2 separate regions of the Mus musculus genome follow, and region 2 is linked to region 1. Evidence: chromatin contacts called from public Hi-C data. All regions are on one chromosome and are shown on one strand. The core of a region is the stretch at or near the end of the contact, and the rest is flanking DNA. Distances in the headings are between cores, read along the strand shown.

Evidence for each region. A called contact is a pair of places that touch in the nucleus more often than the background predicts.
Region 2: a Hi-C map of the G1E-ER4 cell line shows a contact between it and region 1, with 3 times the contacts expected there. The contact joins two enhancer-like sites. A contact is called at or near these places in 2 of 15 datasets of contacts at CTCF or cohesin (CD8 T cells and the NIH/3T3 cell line), 4 of 484 Hi-C or Micro-C datasets (the G1E-ER4 cell line, bone marrow-derived macrophages, embryonic fibroblasts and 1 more), 7 of 115 datasets of contacts at active chromatin or transcription factors (CD8 T cells, bone marrow-derived macrophages, embryonic stem cells and 4 more) and 3 of 9 other capture datasets (adipose tissue, embryonic stem cells and liver).

Annotation. Positions count from the first base shown.
Region 1 is chr10:89,460,941-89,465,069 of GRCm38.p6, reverse strand. All of the region lies in intron 7 of Nr1h4 (nuclear receptor subfamily 1, group H, member 4), which reads left to right. Among named protein-coding and RNA genes, the nearest start is that of Gas2l3, 19 kb to the right of the region's middle. Within about 2 kb of position 1,994, at least 20 of the 459 cell types and tissues checked have an H3K27ac peak or open chromatin away from gene starts, as enhancers often do. A contact at or near this core is called in the G1E-ER4 cell line, where this site is marked.
Region 2 is chr10:89,593,806-89,597,934 of GRCm38.p6, reverse strand. It overlaps Slc17a8 (solute carrier family 17 (sodium-dependent inorganic phosphate cotransporter), member 8), which reads left to right. Exons shown (of 12, transcript NM_182959.3): 5 at 403-490. Among named protein-coding and RNA genes, the nearest start is that of Slc17a8, 25 kb to the left of the region's middle. Within about 2 kb of position 1,839, at least 9 of the 459 cell types and tissues checked have an H3K27ac peak or open chromatin away from gene starts, as enhancers often do. A contact at or near this core is called in the G1E-ER4 cell line, where this site is marked.

The DNA.
Region 1 (4,129 bases), core at 745-3,244:
ACCTTTGTTATGGTTATTTCTCTGAGAACAGTTAATATTATTTTGGCAGCTGTAGGCTTAATCATTTTGACCGATAAAACTATATTTTTACATTTGTTTAGTCAGCCAGTTTCCTTATCTGGCTCTGCACTTGGCCTGCTAGTACAGATTGGAAAGTCCTTTTGGAAGGGGGCGGGGGGAGGTACTGGGTGGTCTTGAATTCATTTTGGCTATTACAAGCTTACATTCTTACTACCTCTGATTTTACGTTTCAAGGTGATCACATCTCAGTTTCGGCATGGGCAATTTGAGGCTGGCTTCTAGAAAGAGATTTTCTTTGTATGAAGATGTTTCAAAGTATTTTCCAAGTCAATATTTTTAGTATCGCTGGGCAGACACATTGCTCATCTCTAAGACCTTGTGATGCTTAGCTTTGGGCATTATGCATTTACTTGTATATCTGCTTCTTCTGTTGTTGATCTGTTAGCTGCATCAGAGCTTGTCATCTGGCACTATTGTGATGCCTGGTGCCTACTAGGTGAACTAATCTGGATGGAATTCATTGAGTTTAATTGGAAACCTGTCTGTCCAAACTTATGAGAGTCCTAACCACCAGTTAGGACAAATAAATCTTGCTATTAGGACTACTTATTAATAATTTAAATTAACCATTTTTAAAAAATTGTTAAACTGGTCAGAGCTTTTAAAAATTAAAAGCCAGTTGTTGAGGCACAGATGGCCGGCTTGGTAAGGGTTAAGCATTTGAAACGTGTCTGAATATGGTAAGAATGGCTTCACGGTCTTTTCACAAACGTATTCATTATTATTGTGCATGTTCAGCTTGTGGTTGCGCATACCACAGCACATATGTAGAGGTCCAAGAAAACTTTGTGGGGGGTTGGTTCTCTCCCTCCACCTTTATGCTGGTCCCAGGACTCGAACTCAGGTTGTCTGGTTTGTGCAGCAAGCCCCTTTTACCTGTTGGACCATCTTGCTGGCCCTTCCACTGTCTTAATGACATTGCTTACCTATGCTACATTTTATAGCTATGCTGCCTTTGTCACAAGGAACCAGAAAGAGGTAACACTGTCTAATTTCACAAAGACTTGTGAATTTCTAGGTCTCCATCAGGCTGCTGTTTCTTAGAGATACATTTCAGAGATTAGTAGGAACATCCGGGGAGCAGCCTTCCCCATCAAGGCTGTGTGAAGGTGTGGTCACTATTTCTTCCCTCAAATGTTTGTGTTTAGTTTTCAGCTGTGGTGAGGAGGGCCGTGAGTTGGAGAGGTGTGCTGGAACTGAATAGAGAGAAGAGAGCCTGCTTCTGTGGCACTGTGGTAGGGAAAGTGTCACAGAAAAGCAATGTTTGAACACAGTGTAGTGCCTCACTGTGACAGGGGCCTTGAACAATATTTCAGGATGCAAGGGACAAGTCCTGAAGACAAACTGTATATGTCATTTCTTAGAGACATTATCTCTGATGAAGGTAATAGAAGTCTGAGCTGAATGTGGCCTTAGAAGTGTAGAAAATGAGGAGAAAGGGCTGTGGGCATGGCTGTCAGCAAAGTGGCTGCCAAGCAAGCATAAATACCTGAGCTGAGTATCTGTGTGAAAAGCTGGGTGCATACGCCTGGGACCCCAGTGCTGGGGAGGCAGAGACAAGGTCTCTGGAGCCTGTCAGCCTGCTCATCTTGACCAATGCTGCAGGTTCAGTAACATAGGAAGGTAGCCAGTGTTTAACTCTGACCTACCTACACACATGCATGTGTACAAGCACACACACACACACACACACACACACACACACACACACACACACACACTTTTTTTTTTCAAGTAAGTAAATAAGGACTTGAGGACATAGCTCAAGGGTAGAATCCTTGCCAGACATGTGCTGAGGCCCCGGGGTTGATCCCGAGCAATGGTTTTTGAAAGGAGGAAAACTGTTAGCTCCGAAGAAAAACCGCAAGAGACAGCAGCGGAAGCAGTTAACGTGGGGGCGCAGCGCTCGGGCGTGGGGGTGGGGGTGGGGAGAAATACAGCAGCTGTCTCCTTGGTCTCCTCTCCTTGTGTGTTGGCTTTACCCTTGGGCAAGTTCTTCTAGCTAATGGCCAGAGCCTGTAAGCATCACCTCGAAGCAAGACATTGGTCATGGCTGAAAGTGAGGAGATCAGAAATCTACTGGGAGCTTCAGCAGAGACCCTCTTTTATTTTGGTGTCCAGAATTGTGCAGAATTTCTGGATACCGCCTCTGTTATGGAAACAGGAGCAACAGTGGCTCGCCTCTGTTACGGAAACAAGAGCAACAGTGGCTGGACCTTGATCTGGGGCAAACTAAACTTTAGGATCTCAGAGGAGTTGTCATTTGTTCCCTGGGAACACACCAGGGTATGGAGAACTTAGTCTGAAAACGATGTTGAAGGCATCCATAGGATTGGATGCCGTGTTCAGGTATACAGTTAACCTCTGTGTTATTGCGAAGGTGTCATTTCTAGGAAAAATTAAAATTAAATCGTTTGAACAAATAGCATCTGTTTAAATACGATGCCCAGTCTATCTTATCAACAGCAATAAATCACACAAAGCCATCAAGAGTCGTGGGAAATACAGCTTCCATGGTACACATTCTTGCATGTAATACGTATTCCACACACAAAGTAACTGCCTGCTTTTATTTCTGATTAATACTAGGAATCCCATCAGGAAAGAAACGGTTCATTATTTTAAAAAGCACAGTGATAGAGCACTCGCCTAGCAGCCCTGAGGCCCCAGGTTTGATCCCCAGAACAGAACAAAGAGAAAGAAAGCATAGTGATGTTCTACTATGGGTCATTCTTTCAGATAGCGTTTCTGATCCTTGAAAAACCAATTTGTCTATCACAGAGCCCCCATCGCGCTCCCCCTTAAAGGGAAACCAAAAAACAAAGGTGCGTAAGTAAGCTGATTTTCTTTTAAGGTTCAAACTTTTTCAGACAGCCTCGGTGGTTGAGTTAGAAAATAGCGCTCTCTTGTGGCCAATGTTGAGACAACTGGTCCTAAGAGTGAAAACACTAAACCAATTCAATCACGTTATAGAGAGGGAAGCCGGAAAACGGGGAAGAGCTGCCCCCTTCAGGATGATGTTATTACACTTTTATACTGGAAACTGCTGGCTTTTGAAACACTCTTGGTGTTTATGTTACTGTCCTTAGTAAAATTGTCGATTCTGAATCCCAGAGAAGACTCACCCTTGATCTGACTTGTAGGAAAAATAATTTTGAAAACGCATATTATTTATTATCTACATTTTTCTCAACCCCGGGCTTCAACACATACAAAAGGAAACAATCATAGCAAGCATTTTAACTTATTTTTTCCCCCAGACTTCATCAACTATAATTAACTGGTGGAGGCAGCTTCACTGGAGGCTGAAAATTTAAAGGGATGAGCAAGCTAGGCAATTTGGCAATCGAAGATGAATTCTAAATACTGAACATCTTCAGATTTCATTGATTTGGATAGTATCTCTAAATCCCATGGCATTTAAAATGATGGCCCAGGACCTGTGAAATGGTTCAGCAGGTGAAGGTGCTTGCCAAAAATCTTCATCGTCTGAGTTCGATCCCAGGAGCGAAGGAGGTGGAGGGAATGAGCCCACTCCTAGACACTGTGCGGTGATCTCCACATATGTGCGGCATGCATGTGTATATACTCACATAAGCAAACAGCGGTATTTTTGTGACTTCGTAACTCAGGGCTTATTCTGCTTTGCATTCTAGCCGTTTGTGCTCTGGTTTACACGCTCCGAGGAAACAAGTTACGTTCGCTTCGTGAGACATTTGCTCACAGATCAGTACTCTCGAAAGCCACTTCCTGGGACGAATTGGCCATTCATAAATAAGCCAGTGATTCAAAATAATAAAAACAAAATTGCTCATTCATACGCTGAGTCCTTCAAAGTGACCAAAAGTATGTGTGGCCACTGGCAAACAGAATGGGTAATTCTCTAACAAATACATCCAGACAGGACACGCCTCTCTGTGACATTTCTTTACCCAGTCTTTAGTCTATTTAATGATGTATGCAGATGCTGACATGGGAGATACAGCAGTGGGAAGTAGAAAGTGTACTCATGTGCACACATACTGGTAAAAACATGAATATGCTTTGG
Region 2 (4,129 bases), core at 590-3,089, 130 kb before region 1:
TCACAGTTATGGAGGCTGGGAAGTCCAGGTCCTGTGCTGTCAACATATTCAGTGACCGATGAGGGCCTGCTTACTGGTTCTAGACTGACGGTCATATCTGTGTTCTCCTCTCACAGGGAGCAACTGTTCTACCAGAGTCTCTTCTGTAAGGACACCAATTCCACTCATGAGGCCTCCTTCTCTGTGCCCTTGTTACCCCACAATATCCATATTCAAACACTATACCAACAGGGATCTGATTTCAACATAAAAAGATAGAGGGGACACAGGCTTTGTATTTGGCAATGTATACAAATTATATTTTTGTACTGTGGTTTTGTGAGGCAGCAATATTTGCATTTTTTTAAACACGAAAAGAAATTGGAATAAGAAGTGATCATCAATGTTTAATCTTTCTGCCAGGGTGTGACCTACCCTGCCTGCCATGGGATGTGGAGTAAGTGGGCGCCTCCCCTGGAGAGAAGCCGTCTAGCCACGACTTCCTTCTGTGGTAAGTGTGTTAAAGTGATAAGTTGTAATGTGAACTCACCAGAACCCCAGGAGCTCCCAGGGACTAAACCACCAACCAAAGAGTACACATGGAGGGACCCAAGGCTCCAGCTGCATATGTAGCAGAGGATGGCCTTGTGGGACATCAATGAGAAGAGAGGCCCTTGGTTCTGTGAAGGCTTGATGTCCCAGTGTAGGGGAATGCCAGGGCCAGGAAGTGGGAGTAGGTGGGTTGGTGAGCAGGGGAAGGGAGGAAGGGTTAGGGGTTTTTCGGAGGGGAAGCCAGGAAAGGGGATAACATTTGAAATGTAAATAAAGAAAATATCTAATAAAAATAAAGGAAAAAATTATAAGTTGTTTATGGAATGTTTTTGGCTTCAAGTAACTTCAAAGTCTACTAAGAATCTTCAAAAGAACTTTTTTTCCTCATCTGACAGAATCCCTAAGGTGAGCAGTTGATGGTGCTGGGTCTACAGCTCACTGAGCTGTCCTGGGCTATAGATGTGTCCAATCCCTGGGACCAACTTCCAGAAGTTGTCCTCTGACCTCCACTCCTGTTCCATGCCTAGTGTGTACCTCTCCTATGCACATAAAATAAGTATTTATAAGATAGAAGAGATGGGATTCCCAAGCTCTGCCTCCCCCTTAATTTCACAATGAAAATACACAAAATCGTATTTTTCATGAGGGTTGTAAAGACCCTCGGCCACGGAGCTGAGCTGACTCCACTTGGCTCAAGATGTGGACTTTCCTTACTACACATAACTACCACGTACAAAGTATCACCGACTTAATTAATGATGTGGCATTGTATTCCACATCAAAAATGAAGTGGGGTCCATTCATCTTACCTAAAAGTAGATGGGTATCTACGACTACGCCAAGGCATGAGCTGACTTCAAGTTCTGCGCACTTGCTGCACAGGCATGAGGATCTGGATTCAAATCCCCCAAACCTTCATAAAACTAGGAGGTTGTCTCATCCCACGACATCTCTTCTATGCATGGCTTAGAGGAATCAGGGTCTGGAAGGGTTTATCCCAGTACAGACCTGGGAGAGAAATCAGAGGCAGCAGTACAGATAGAACATTCATTTAAAATGCATTTTATCTGTAAATGTTTATTATAGAGGAAGGGGCCCACCCTAGAAAAGCTACAATCAACCCCAGAAGGTGCCAGAGCGCCCCACTGACAGCGGGTGGTGTGACCCTTGGCCTGACTTTCTATGACAGGTGGTGGGCAGGACCTTTCATTTTGATTTGCCAGCAAAATGAGAGTGGTAAGCAGGCACTCCTCGCTTTCAGAGTGGTTTTATAGCCCTGATTTTAAAATGGCTCGACTCGAAGAAAGCTGCCTGGTCAAGGTTGTAGGCCTCATTACATTTCCCAGCTAAGGTGTGGCTTCCTTTCAAGGAACAGTTGAGGGACAAATGTCACTAGAGAGAAATTTAAGCTTGAGCTTGAGCTTAATTCATTCTTAGTCACAAAAGATACTGGAGTCAGGAGAGACTGACTCTAGAAGGTATGGGGTCACAGGTTAGAGTTGAGGAAACTGGGGAGGAGAGATGAAGTTGATGTGGTGAGTGAGAACAGCTAGGAGTCTCTTCCACTCAGCATCATCTTCATTTCTTCTCCATGGCACACCACTCTCTGCCAGCTTTGTCTGTCCTCAGTGGTTAGCACATGGGTGTGGACGTCCACTCTGCTCTCTGTGGTAGTCTGAGGGCTGGGTGTCCCACTTGGAAGAAGCCCAAGTGCCTGTGAGTGCAGATAGGAGATGATGTTGGAGCTGTGGCTGAAGATGAAGGAGAGTCTGATAGGTAGGGTAAGCAGTTTGGGTCACTTAGAGTTTCTCCAGGGAGAGAATGCTTTTTTTTTTTAAAGATTTATTTGTTTTATGTATGTGGACACACTGTTGCTCTCTTTAGACACAGCAGAAGAAGGCATCATATCCCATTACAAATGGTCGTGAGCCACATGTGGTTGCTGGGAATTGAACTCAGAATCTTTGGAAGAGCAATCAGTGCTCTTAATTGAGGAGCCACCTCTCCAGCCCCAAGAATGCTTCTTACAGTGGGGGGATTGATTGTTGGCATTTGATGATGAAGGAGGCAGGGTTGCAAAACCACAGAGTAAGATCTCCTCTCGGGTCTTACATCCTGGCACCATAGGCAAGTCATGCTTCCCAGACTTGTTTTTTCTTATAGAATGAGGGATAAGAGCGATATCTCCCTCATCAGGTTGCAAGAAGTGGAATACAAAACAAAGGCTTAGAATGCTTGGCCCAGTACTTAGCATGCAGCATGTGTCGTAACTGATCATTCTTTCTGATTTTCTGTTTCAAGGACACTTTTGTATCATGGGAACTTTGCCTTCCTGCTACATGGGGCAGAGGGCACACACACACACACACACACACACACACACACACACACACACACACAGAGAGAGTGTGAAAAAGAGACAGACATAGAAAGACAGATAGAAAGAGAAGGAAGGAAAGATTTCTTTGCTAATGTCTAATTTGCTTTATTGCTGTGAAGAATTCTGAGCTTTAAAATGCATGCATTTCAGAACTGGGGTTGTAGCTCACTCGTGGGAGCCTTTGCCTAGTTTTCAGAAAGACCTGGGTTCTATCCCGATACCATCTAAGAACAGATGTGGTGACACATCACCTGATAGGTGGAGACAGGAGAATCAATAGTTCAAAGTCATACGTGAATTCAAGGCCATCCTAGGCTACATAATAGCCGGTTTCAAAAATGAAACGTGTGCTTTTGCTATTCTGTACACAATAAAAGCATTAGCAGTTGGCATTCAGGTGGCCATTTCCAGCTTACAGAGCATCCTGGAACACACATCCTAGTTTACCCTTATACTACCCATGAGGCGGAGACTTCATTCCTATCTTATCTCTGAATGAGTCTTTCTACTTCCTCATATCTCACAATCACATTCCAGGGCCTGGCAGCACTGGTCTTAGAGATAAGACCAAGCTTAGGCAGGTGTGATATTTTCCTATCCTCCCCCAACCCCCAACCCCAAGAGCCACACCCACTCCATAAAGATCTGTCTTAGAGTTGGATTTGATTTGAGGAATGGTCTTTCGCTTCATGTTGCTTGCTGTTTTTAAAGGAGCCACATAGTTGTCTCCTTCAGGACCCAGGGGGAATCACAGAGAGGGACTTTTCCATTCTGTTAGCAATTACCGGAAATGTACAGGGCTTTAGTTTCCCTAGCAGATGTCCAGGAGCTGCAGCAGATAGGGAATCCAGGTGACCATCTCCAGTCCCCACCATCTTCTCCAGACAAGACGGATATCCTCACACAAGTCCACAAGTTCAGTATTTACAAAGCAAGAAACATCAAAGGACAAAATCACCGAGGTCTAAGTTTAAAGATCTCAACTAGCTTTTTTTTTTCTTTCTAGAATCATCGACAGTTCAGTTCCTACGACAGAATGATTGTTGCAAAAGGGCCAAGTGGGAGAGATTAGCTCATGGGCAGAAACTGAGACTGAAAAGCAGATAGAACGTTTTAGTGACTTCCTGTGCACGGCAGCAAGGCAAAGACCCAAGAGAAGAGAAAAACAGCCCAGTTGCATCATTTATTTAAGGATCAAGGATCATTTATTGTAAGGAT